Linked DNA regions of Mus musculus: region 2 is linked to region 1. A link is a contact called in public HiChIP or PLAC-seq data. All regions are on one chromosome and are shown on one strand. Each heading gives the region's core, a stretch centred on a gene start, on an enhancer-like site or on the middle of the called end of the contact. The rest is flanking DNA. Distances are from core to core; before and after follow the strand shown. Region 1 overlaps Trpv4 (transient receptor potential cation channel, subfamily V, member 4). Region 2 overlaps Gm35515 (a long non-coding RNA gene).

Region 1 (4,541 bases), core at 836-3,335:
AAGGATCCTACAGCAGGTGCAGAGTCCCTTCCCTCGTAGAGACGAGGTTGAAGCTCAGAGGCATGGGACAGCCTAGCTGGGGGGTTGGGGGAGGAGGGGGTGTCACAGTTCTGTAGACTCTGAGCCTCCCATCCCCTCACTACCCATGACGCCAGCTTCCCCGGGCATTCCCAGGGCATCACTCTGGACAATCTCGGCCCTTGCCACCTCTGTCTGGCGCACTCTGAGTTCAGCTGTGTGTGACTGGGTGTCGCCAGGCCTCTGGTGTGACGTGGGAATCTGGACACTGCTTGCTTGATAAGGGAGCTGTGGAAGTCCCCATCGCTGGTCAGTTTGGATAAATATCAGACACTTCCTGTCTCTCCTCCCCCAGACTCAGTTTACCCCCCTGGGGAGGAGACATCAGTTCCTAGCTTGAGGGGTTAGGCTTTAGATGAGAATGTGTGTGAAGTTCTGGTGTGAGGCATTTAGTGCCCATACTGCGGACGGGGTTTCCAGCTGAGCCTCTGCCGTGATTCCAGGCGGCGTCCCTGGGGCATGCTGCAAGTGCCCAGGCAGGGCTTTGCATTTGTGCCTCAGGGTCCCTTCCTTTGAGCCTCATTGCCACAGGATTGCTTAGGCCATTTTAAGGAATTGGGGGGTAGGGGGGTGACCTCTGTCTCCCAGCCCAGAGATGGGCAGTCTCTGTTCTCACCAATTTTCAGACATGGAGAAAGCTCAGAGGATCCCTGGCTTTGGAGCTGGGAAGTCTCTGGGTTCCAGTGCCCACCTGGTCCTCACCTCTCCGGACTCCCCTCCCCTGCTGTAAATTGAGGGGAGGTTAAATAACAGCAGCATAGCCACCACCATTTATTGAGCACATACTACGTGCCAGACATCATGCAGGGCTTGAATGATAACATTTAATCTTTACAGCAGCCCTTGAGAGAGGAGCTGCTACTTTCACAGGGCTGGGGGTAAAACCTGGAGCCTTGCACACACCAATCAAGTGTCCTGTGGGCACATCCCCAAGGTCTCCTGAGATAGGATCTTCTTCAGTTTGGCTTTAGACCACGGATCCGTCTGCCTCGCTCCCAAGTGCTGGGATTACAGGTTAATGCTACCACATCCCACTGTATAATTTAAAGCAGGAACGTGACACACCAAATAATCACAGATCAAAGACAGGAGCAGTTGTTCCTAGAAGGTAGAAAGTTTTACCCCCTTTTTATGGATGAGAAAACCGCGGCCCAGATAGGAGATGTGACCATTGGTGGCAGGAAAGAGGAGGGCAAGATAGAGTGGGCGATGTCTTGAGGCTATAAAACCCTTTCCAGAGTTCTCTGTGACCTGGGGACTATCTGAACGAGAGTAGCTGGCTCAGAGAAAGAGACCCTAGGATTTGAGACACGCCTCCACCCCCACCTTTCTAAAGCTGGATGTTGGCTTTGGTGGGAACCTTCTGGAGTAGAGACTTCCTATATCTGTATGCTAGGCTCTGTGCTGAGGCTGGGGCATGGCTGGGACTATCAGGGTCACTGATCTGGGAAGGGTCACTTAGCTGTAATCACATAGCCCCCACTGGGCTTTTGAAAACAAACAGCTCAGTGCCAGCTGAATGGACGTCACCAGAAACTCCAGTGTTCTCAGATGACAAGGAAGTGGAGTCTCACAGGATGTGACTTTTCGAGTCTCAACAGCCCCATCTTTCCACTAAGCCATACTCAGCTTCTAGTCTGGCCAGCCCTCTGGACCTGGGGTCTTTTGCAGATGCCCCCATTCCAGTGAAAGTTCTTAGGGGATATTTCTGTGACATGGGCCGGCCCTCCAAGGCTTATGCAAAAACCAAGTGACTGCAGTGGCCACGTTGGCCGTGCCCTCCTTGGGGCTAGTGAGTCACCCCAGCCGTGTCCCGCTTGGATGGTGTGAGCATCGGAGGGGGACACCCTCCAGGTGGAGGGACCCGGCAGGACACAGGAGCTCTGTCTGCTCCGGACAGACGGCCACTGTGCAGCAACCAGGAAGTGGGCTGGGCTGAGACAGACTAGGTAAATACCAGCAGGGAGGGCCCTTCATGGTGCGATGTGCCCCGCTGCCTCCTGCCAGGGGCTTGGGGGCTGTGGGCAACCACAACCTGGCAGGCGGCGGGTCCCACTCTGCCAAGGGACTGAGCTCCCGTTAGTCGCTCTGAGGTGGCTGCCAGAGTCCACCTCCCAAGAGGGATCCAGTCACTTAGTCTTCCCCTGACAGGCTCTGTTTCCCGGTTGGTTCTTCATGTATGCCCTAGTAATAATAATAATAGCTTGAGGGTGGCATTAAGGGCTCAGATACCAGCCTGGCCTTATCCAGCATCTATTGGCTGTGCTTAAGTCTGTCTCCCCTAGCTCCTGTGACAGTGAGTGTCCTGGGGAGGATTCCCAGTCAGCCACAACTCAGGTCTGGGCACTCTGATCCAGAGTCACATAGTCCCCCAGCCCCTCCTACATGTTTGTCCCTCCCTTCCTGAGCCCTCTTATCCTTGTAAAATAGCCCCATCAAAGGCCCAGTCCTGGCTGGGGAAGTGGCTTAGCGGATCCAGTGCTTGCCTAGCTTAGCCGCGTGAAGCCCTGAGCTTAATCCGTAACACTGCCCACGCTGGATATGGTGGTATGCCCCTGGGACCCCCAGCACCCAGGGGGTGTAGAGAGACAGGAGGACCAGATGTTGAAAGCTGTCCTTGGATACGCAGCAAAGCCAGGGCCAGTTTGAGATGCATGAGGCCCTGTCCCAAAAGGAAAACCCCAGCTCCTGTGCCTGTGTGTGGCCTTGCATCCCGGAGCTGGGATGCAATGATACAGCTTGCTCCTTTCTTGGCCTTAGCTTCCTCATCTAGAAGGCGGGGCCACGCAGCTGCTGCCTTATCTGGTACCCGCTAACTTCCATCCCATCCTTCAGTCCTTCCCTCAGGACTGAACCAGATAGCTGGCATTCGTGGTCACGTTTATTTGTGGCTCCTGCAGGAGTCAGGGTCCCCACTGGTCAGCCAAGGAACCCCAGGATGATGAAGAAACCCACAAAGTCTGTCTGAGGGTCCAGGGTCTGTCTCCTGCTGTAGAGCCCCCACCCAGCCCGCACTCACCCCTGGTCCTTGTTCTTATTCACTAATGGTCCTCAGTAGCCCCCCTCCCCCCGCACTCTCTGCATTCTGCCGTCTACCCCATTCCAGGCACGGAACTTTAGTCCTCCCCCTGTGCTCCCCTGCCCTGCACCTGCAGGAACCTCAGGGGTCCCTGATGCCCCCACATGGTGTTCAGTCCTGGCAGAATGGTGACTCTGAATGAATGTCTTCCTCAGGGGCGTAGGCTCTGGAAGGGGAAGAGGAGATAAGCAGATGGTGTATGCTGATGTGAAGTGTGTCACCTGCCACATTCACTGTGACATTACCTGCTGCACTCACTGTGACATGCAGAGTTAGTTTAGACCAGGAAAAAAATTCAAAGTACTATCCTTTTTTTTTCTCCTTATTTTTAAAATTCATTTATTTTAATAATTATGGTTATTTCACCTGCACGTATGTATGTGTGCCACATGTGTGCCTGGTGCTCACAGAGGCCAGAAGAAGGCATCAGATCCCCTGGGACTGAAGTCACAGACAGTTGTGAGCTGCCCCGTGGATGCTGGGACTTTAACCTGGATCCCCTGGAAAAAGCAGCGGTTTCTCCAGCCTCTCCATCCTGCTTTGAGACAGGGTCTCACTTAAGTAGTCCTGGCAGAATCGGAACTCACTGCATAGACCAGAGGGCCGTCAGACAAACTCACCAAGATGCCTTCCTGCCTCTTGCTCCTGAGTAATGGAATTGAAGCAAATGGCGAGGCAAAGGGCTGGACAACAGTGGAGGCCACCAGCCTGTCCACTCACACTAGGGTTTCCGGTCCTTTGTTCCTTTTTGTCTACCCCGGGGCCGTGCATACATGTGGCAGCTAATAATGACCCATTTAGAATGTATTGATCTAGAAGGCGAGACCTGAGGAAAGCCAGCGCCCTGCCGCCCTCCCCAGGAGCAGAGATGTCTTGCTTGCCCAAACCTGCCCCTGGGTTTTAAGCAGCTTTTCTTGCTCACGTAATGAGGTCGGCATCTGATAGTCTTGTGCCAGGGTTTCCATGAGGCCTGGCAAAGCCCTGAGAGTGAAGAGGATGCCCCCCCCTCCCCCTGGGCCAAGCGAACAATGGCGAGCGAGCCCTCTGGCCGCACTGCATCCTGGGCATACTTTGCAGCCTGCTGTTTACTGAGGCACCCTCAATCTGGCACCTCCTTACCTGACAACTTCTGCCCTCAAGCAGGCACAGAAACAAAGGCTCCCAGAGGCTATGGTGAACTTTGCAGTTATTAAGAGGGACACCCCCCCAATCTGATCCCCAGGATGTGTGATGTCAGCATGCACATTCTTGCCACACCCGACTGGCCAAGGGGTCATGACTGCAGAGTGTATGATCTCAGGCAATGTTCCCATAGTCGGGGCCTCTGTGGCAGACAGAGAGGAAGGCAGGGAGACCCTACTGGGGACCTGGGTCCCACTGGCAT
Region 2 (4,541 bases), core at 1,189-3,688, 550 kb before region 1:
CACACCAGAAGAGGGCATCAGATCCCATTACTGATGATTGTGAGCCACCATGTGGCTGCTGGGATTTGAACTCAGGACCTTCGGAAGAGCAGTCAGTGCTCTTAACCGCTGAGCCATCTCTCCAGCCCCCAAATTCACCTTTTTTGAAAGTACATTTATTTCATAAAAATAAAACCCCAGTCCTACTCAGCTCATGTCTGTTGTTCCTCGCAAAACTCGCTGGCCACACGGACTCAGGATTATTTGCTGGATTGATTTACATAGTGGAATATATTTTCTGTTAATTCTCGACTCCAGGGCATCAGTTCTGGAGTTTTCTCTTTATAGTTGTGCTAACATGAATTCTGATGGCACGGAAAAGCTTGTTCTCAGAATTATATTTAGCTCATACAAACTCCACTGCACAATTATGTTGTAAAGAGGATTTAGACTTTCTCCTTACGTTGTTATCATTGCTTTGGGAAAAGGTAAATGCAGAGACTGGCAACGGGAAGCCGTAGCCTGCCGTATTGTTGGTTCTGTTTGTTTAGCGCGGTGCAGGGTCTAGCACATACTGATGTGACCTGGTGGGTGTGTCACGCAGGGTCTATTGAAGACACAGATGGCATGCTCAAATTAGACTATCAGAGGAGGATTTAATAAAGGGACGATTTACAAGGTTTTGGGAGGGCACAAGGAAACCGTATGATTGATACAATGTTCAAGGAGGTAGAAAGAGCCTGCCACCGCTCGAAGATGTGACAGCGGAGGAGGAAGTTACAGAACCCAGAAAGGGAGGATTCTGGGAGCCAGGCTCTTTTCTTTCTTTCTTTCTTTCTTTCTTTCTTTCTTTCTTTCTTTCTTTCTTTCTTTCTTTCTTTCTTTCTTTCTTTCTTCCTTCCTTCCTTCCTTCCTTCCTTTCTTTCTTTCTTTCTTTCTTTCTTTCTTTCTTTCTTTCTTTCTTTCTTTCTTTCTTTCTTTCTTTCGAGACAGGGTTTCTCTGTGTAGCCCTGGCTGTCCTGGTACTCACTCTGTACACCAGGCTAGCCTCGAACTCAGAAATCTGCCTGCCTCTGCCTCCCGAGTGGCCAGGCTCCTTTGAAGAGGGGGCAACCTTCTATCCAAAGACTCTGCCAACCCGAGGCAGGGAAGGAGCTGGGGATACTGAACCACTACCTTTATCCTCTGCTCTGTCTTCTGCTGCTCCCAAGAGCCGGAGGGCGAGGGAGGGCAAGGGAGCAAAACCGAGGACAGAATAGTATGAAGAAGAATAGGAAAGTGAGAGGGTACCAAGATGTCGCCATAGGTGATAGCTATTGCTGACCAGAGTTTGGTTGCTGGTGCCCTGACACATGGTAGAAGGGAAGGACCAACTAACACACACTAACACACACACACACACACACACACACACACACACACACAGAGAGAGAGAGAGAGAGAGAGAGAGAGATCCCCTAGCCTCTAAAGCACTTTCTAGAGTTCAGAATAGAAATAGTAAGATGACCCCCACTGGTTCTGAGATCAGATGTTACTTCCCTAAAAGCAAGCGAGAGAGGTCAGACAGAGCAGGCAGGTTCTGAAGCTGGGGTTGGGGGTGCCAATTATGTTCCATTCTATGGCTGTGCCCTTTGGGTACCGGCGGAATGGTCATTTCTCAAGCAGAGAAGCCAGAAAGGTTTGCCAGCACAATTTTGGAAATAGACTCGTTTTTATGAATGGAGTGAATTATGGTTTTGCATGGATTTATTTCGCGGCGGGTGGGTATGTGCCCTTATGGAGGTCAGAGGACTGTTAGCTGAAGTTGGTTCTTTTCTTCTACCACGTGGCTCACCGCGTTGCGGCCCAGGAGCTGCTGTTACCATCTGAGCTGACTCTGTGAGTCCTGGGCTCCTTTTTTCTGAGCCTGTGAAATCACTCCCCTTCCTTGATGAATCCTCCAGGAAGAGGAGGGGACTGGTCTCCTTTGGGGCCATGACTTTGACAAACAAATCAATTCGTTCCCATTTGTCTCCCTTTTGAAAACAAGCAATCCTCCCGCGTTACATAATCGAATCTTCATGGCTCGCTGGTCTGTTCTGTGTCCTCTTGAGGAATCGGCAGATGGTGCTAAGGCAGAGACCCGCGCGCGCACGCCTCGCCAGCCTCCCGACAGAGCCGCTCACAGTGTCGTCTGCCTCAGCTGTGGGGTCCCTCGCTGCCCTTTGTTTCCTCTGGATCAGTTTGCACTTTCTCATTCCTTTAGGCGCCGCTGGCTTCTTGCCTCCAGCGACCATTCCAAGATTAATTGAAAATGCTGAAAGCCGATAAAATTAAAAGAGAGAGAGAGAGAGAGAGAGAGAGAGAGAGAGAGAGAGAACAGAAAGTGAAGTCGAAAGGGCTCCCCCACCCCACCCCGACCCCTCAAGAGCCCTCCTCCGTTTTAGCTACAGACTTCTACATCCAGCCTGGACCCTGTGTAGTCTGTATTGTTAAATTAGAACGAGGATGGAAACGGGACTGCCCAGACTCAGAGGGTAGGGAGATCTGCCCAGTGACATGGTATCTCAAAAGTGTACCCCAGAGCAAGTCACATCCTCGTAGAAATGATTGTTCCCTAGATAGGGTGGTTCCCTTAGACCAGTTCTGTCACCTTTGCTTGGGAAAAATGATGTCATGCATGACTCTGTAGGGTGGAGAGCCTCCCCAGCTAGGCCCTCAGACGGAAGGAAGCACAGTATTTGGATGCTCTTGCAGAGGCACGGCGGTTTATGCCGGCTCTCAGAAGCAAAGGCGCTTAGCTTTGTGCGAGTTTGAATACGAAATAGTCCTTGCCCAGAGGTAAACCCACCTTGGAGAACTCCAGGTGCCTCACCTGGTGGCTACTTCAGTCTGGTGAGAGGCTCCCGTTCTGGGAAATTTAAAGGCTCTCTGCTTTTCCGTGTGGTGCCGTGGGCTTCTTTGTTACCAAACCCACTTTGTTTGCAAGCCATGCAGAACCGCTAAGTAGGACTGCTTGATGCGGGGCCAGGCACAGCTCCAAGCGCCACAGATGTAACCGCCCTGTTCCCAGACCGCAATGTTGGCTGACTCTGATCATGGGCGGAAACTTCCGGTGATTAAAGGATAGAACTCTCCTGACCAGGACAAAAAAAAAAAAAAAAAAAAACCAAACCGTAGCTGGTTCCTGAAGGTCATCTGTCCATTGATCGATCGTTACAGGCCACTCAGGGTCCTGGCTGTGTATACAAAGGAAATGGTCTGTCTGAGGGAGAAAAACGGCTAGGCAGGCTGGTCTTCGAATGACCATCCATCCTCTACTGAATCTGCGCATCGGAGATGAATTCTTTTTCATTTAAGGATAATCTTGAACTCCTGATCCTGCTGCCTCTTCGTAAGGGACGTTGGGGTTACAGGCATGCACAGTATGACACCCAGACTTACATAGGCTGGTGCTGAACCCACCAGGATTTAGTGCATGCTAGGCACTCACTCTACCTACTGAGCTACATTGCAACCCCTAAGAATAATTAGAATTTTCAATAAAGCTCTTAAACAAAACAAAACAAAACAAAACAAAACAAAACAAAACAAAACAAAAACAGAGCCGGGCGTGGTGGCGCACGCCTTTAATCCTAGCACTTGGGAGGCAGAGGCAGGTAGATTTCTGAGTTCGAGGCCAGCCTGGTCTATAAAGTGAGTTCCAGGATAGCCAGGGCTACACAGAGAAACCCTGTCTCTAAAACAAACAAACAAACAACAAACAAATAAAAACAAAAAACCCCAAAACACAAAACAAAACAAAAAACCAGGGTCTCTCATGTAGCTCAGGCTGACTTTGAACTTGTTATATAGCCAAGGATGACCTTGGATTATCAATCCTCCCACTTCTACCTCCCAAATGCTGGCCTTACAGGTGTGCCCTACCACCCCCACTTTCATTTTGATTCTTTTTATTTGTTACTCTCTCACTCCTTAGTGAGAGCTGATAAGACAGCTCAGAGAGTAAACCTACCCGCAGAGAAGCTTAACAACCTGTTTGATTCCCAAGACACTCATGGTGGAGAGAACCGGCCCGCGAAAGTTGACCTCTGACCGCTCTACACCATGGCACATGCTCGTGCGTACCACATACACACTAAATAAATAAACGTAATAGATTTAAAAATGAGTGTTAGGGATGGAGAATGGCTTGGGAGTTGAGAACACTGGCTGCTCTTCCAGAGGACCCAGGTTCAATTCCCAATACCTTCACAACAGCTCACAGCTGTCTATGGCTCCAGCTCCAGGGGATCTGAGACCCTCACACCTGCCCACATACAGACAGAACACTAATACAAATGAAATACAAAAGTCACCAGGGGGCTGGAGCGATGGCTCAGTGGTTAAGAGCACTGACTGCTCTTCCAGAGGTCCTGAGTTCAATTCCCAGCAACCACGTGGTGGCTCACAACCATCTGTAATGGGATCTGATGCCCTCTTCTGGTGTGTCTGAAGACAGCTACAGTGTACTTAGATATAACAATAAATAAATCTTTTTTTGATGTTGTTGTTTTGGTTTGGTTTTGGTTTTTGAGACAGGG

Evidence for each region. HiChIP or PLAC-seq counts read pairs in DNA pulled down with a chosen protein or histone mark.
Region 2: an HNF4G HiChIP or PLAC-seq map of pancreatic cancer cells shows a contact between it and region 1. The contact joins two enhancer-like sites. A contact is called at or near these places in 2 of 39 promoter capture datasets (the 3T3-L1 cell line and the HPC-7 cell line), 1 of 484 Hi-C or Micro-C datasets (the G1E-ER4 cell line) and 2 of 115 datasets of contacts at active chromatin or transcription factors (microglia and pancreatic cancer cells).

Annotation. Positions count from the first base shown.
Region 1 is chr5:114,648,710-114,653,250 of GRCm38.p6, reverse strand. The region is part of intron 1 of Trpv4 (transient receptor potential cation channel, subfamily V, member 4); the gene reads left to right. Among named protein-coding and RNA genes, the nearest start is that of Trpv4, 7.4 kb to the left of the region's middle. Within about 2 kb of position 2,085, at least 59 of the 459 cell types and tissues checked have an H3K27ac peak or open chromatin away from gene starts, as enhancers often do. A contact at or near this core is called in pancreatic cancer cells, where this site is marked.
Region 2 is chr5:115,202,423-115,206,963 of GRCm38.p6, reverse strand. Gm35515 (a long non-coding RNA gene) reads right to left here. Exons shown (of 3, transcript XR_387599.4): 2 at 2,810-3,095; 3 at 1,708-2,275. Among named protein-coding and RNA genes, the nearest start is that of Cabp1, 10 kb to the right of the region's middle. Within about 2 kb of position 2,438, at least 103 of the 459 cell types and tissues checked have an H3K27ac peak or open chromatin away from gene starts, as enhancers often do. A contact at or near this core is called in pancreatic cancer cells, where this site is marked.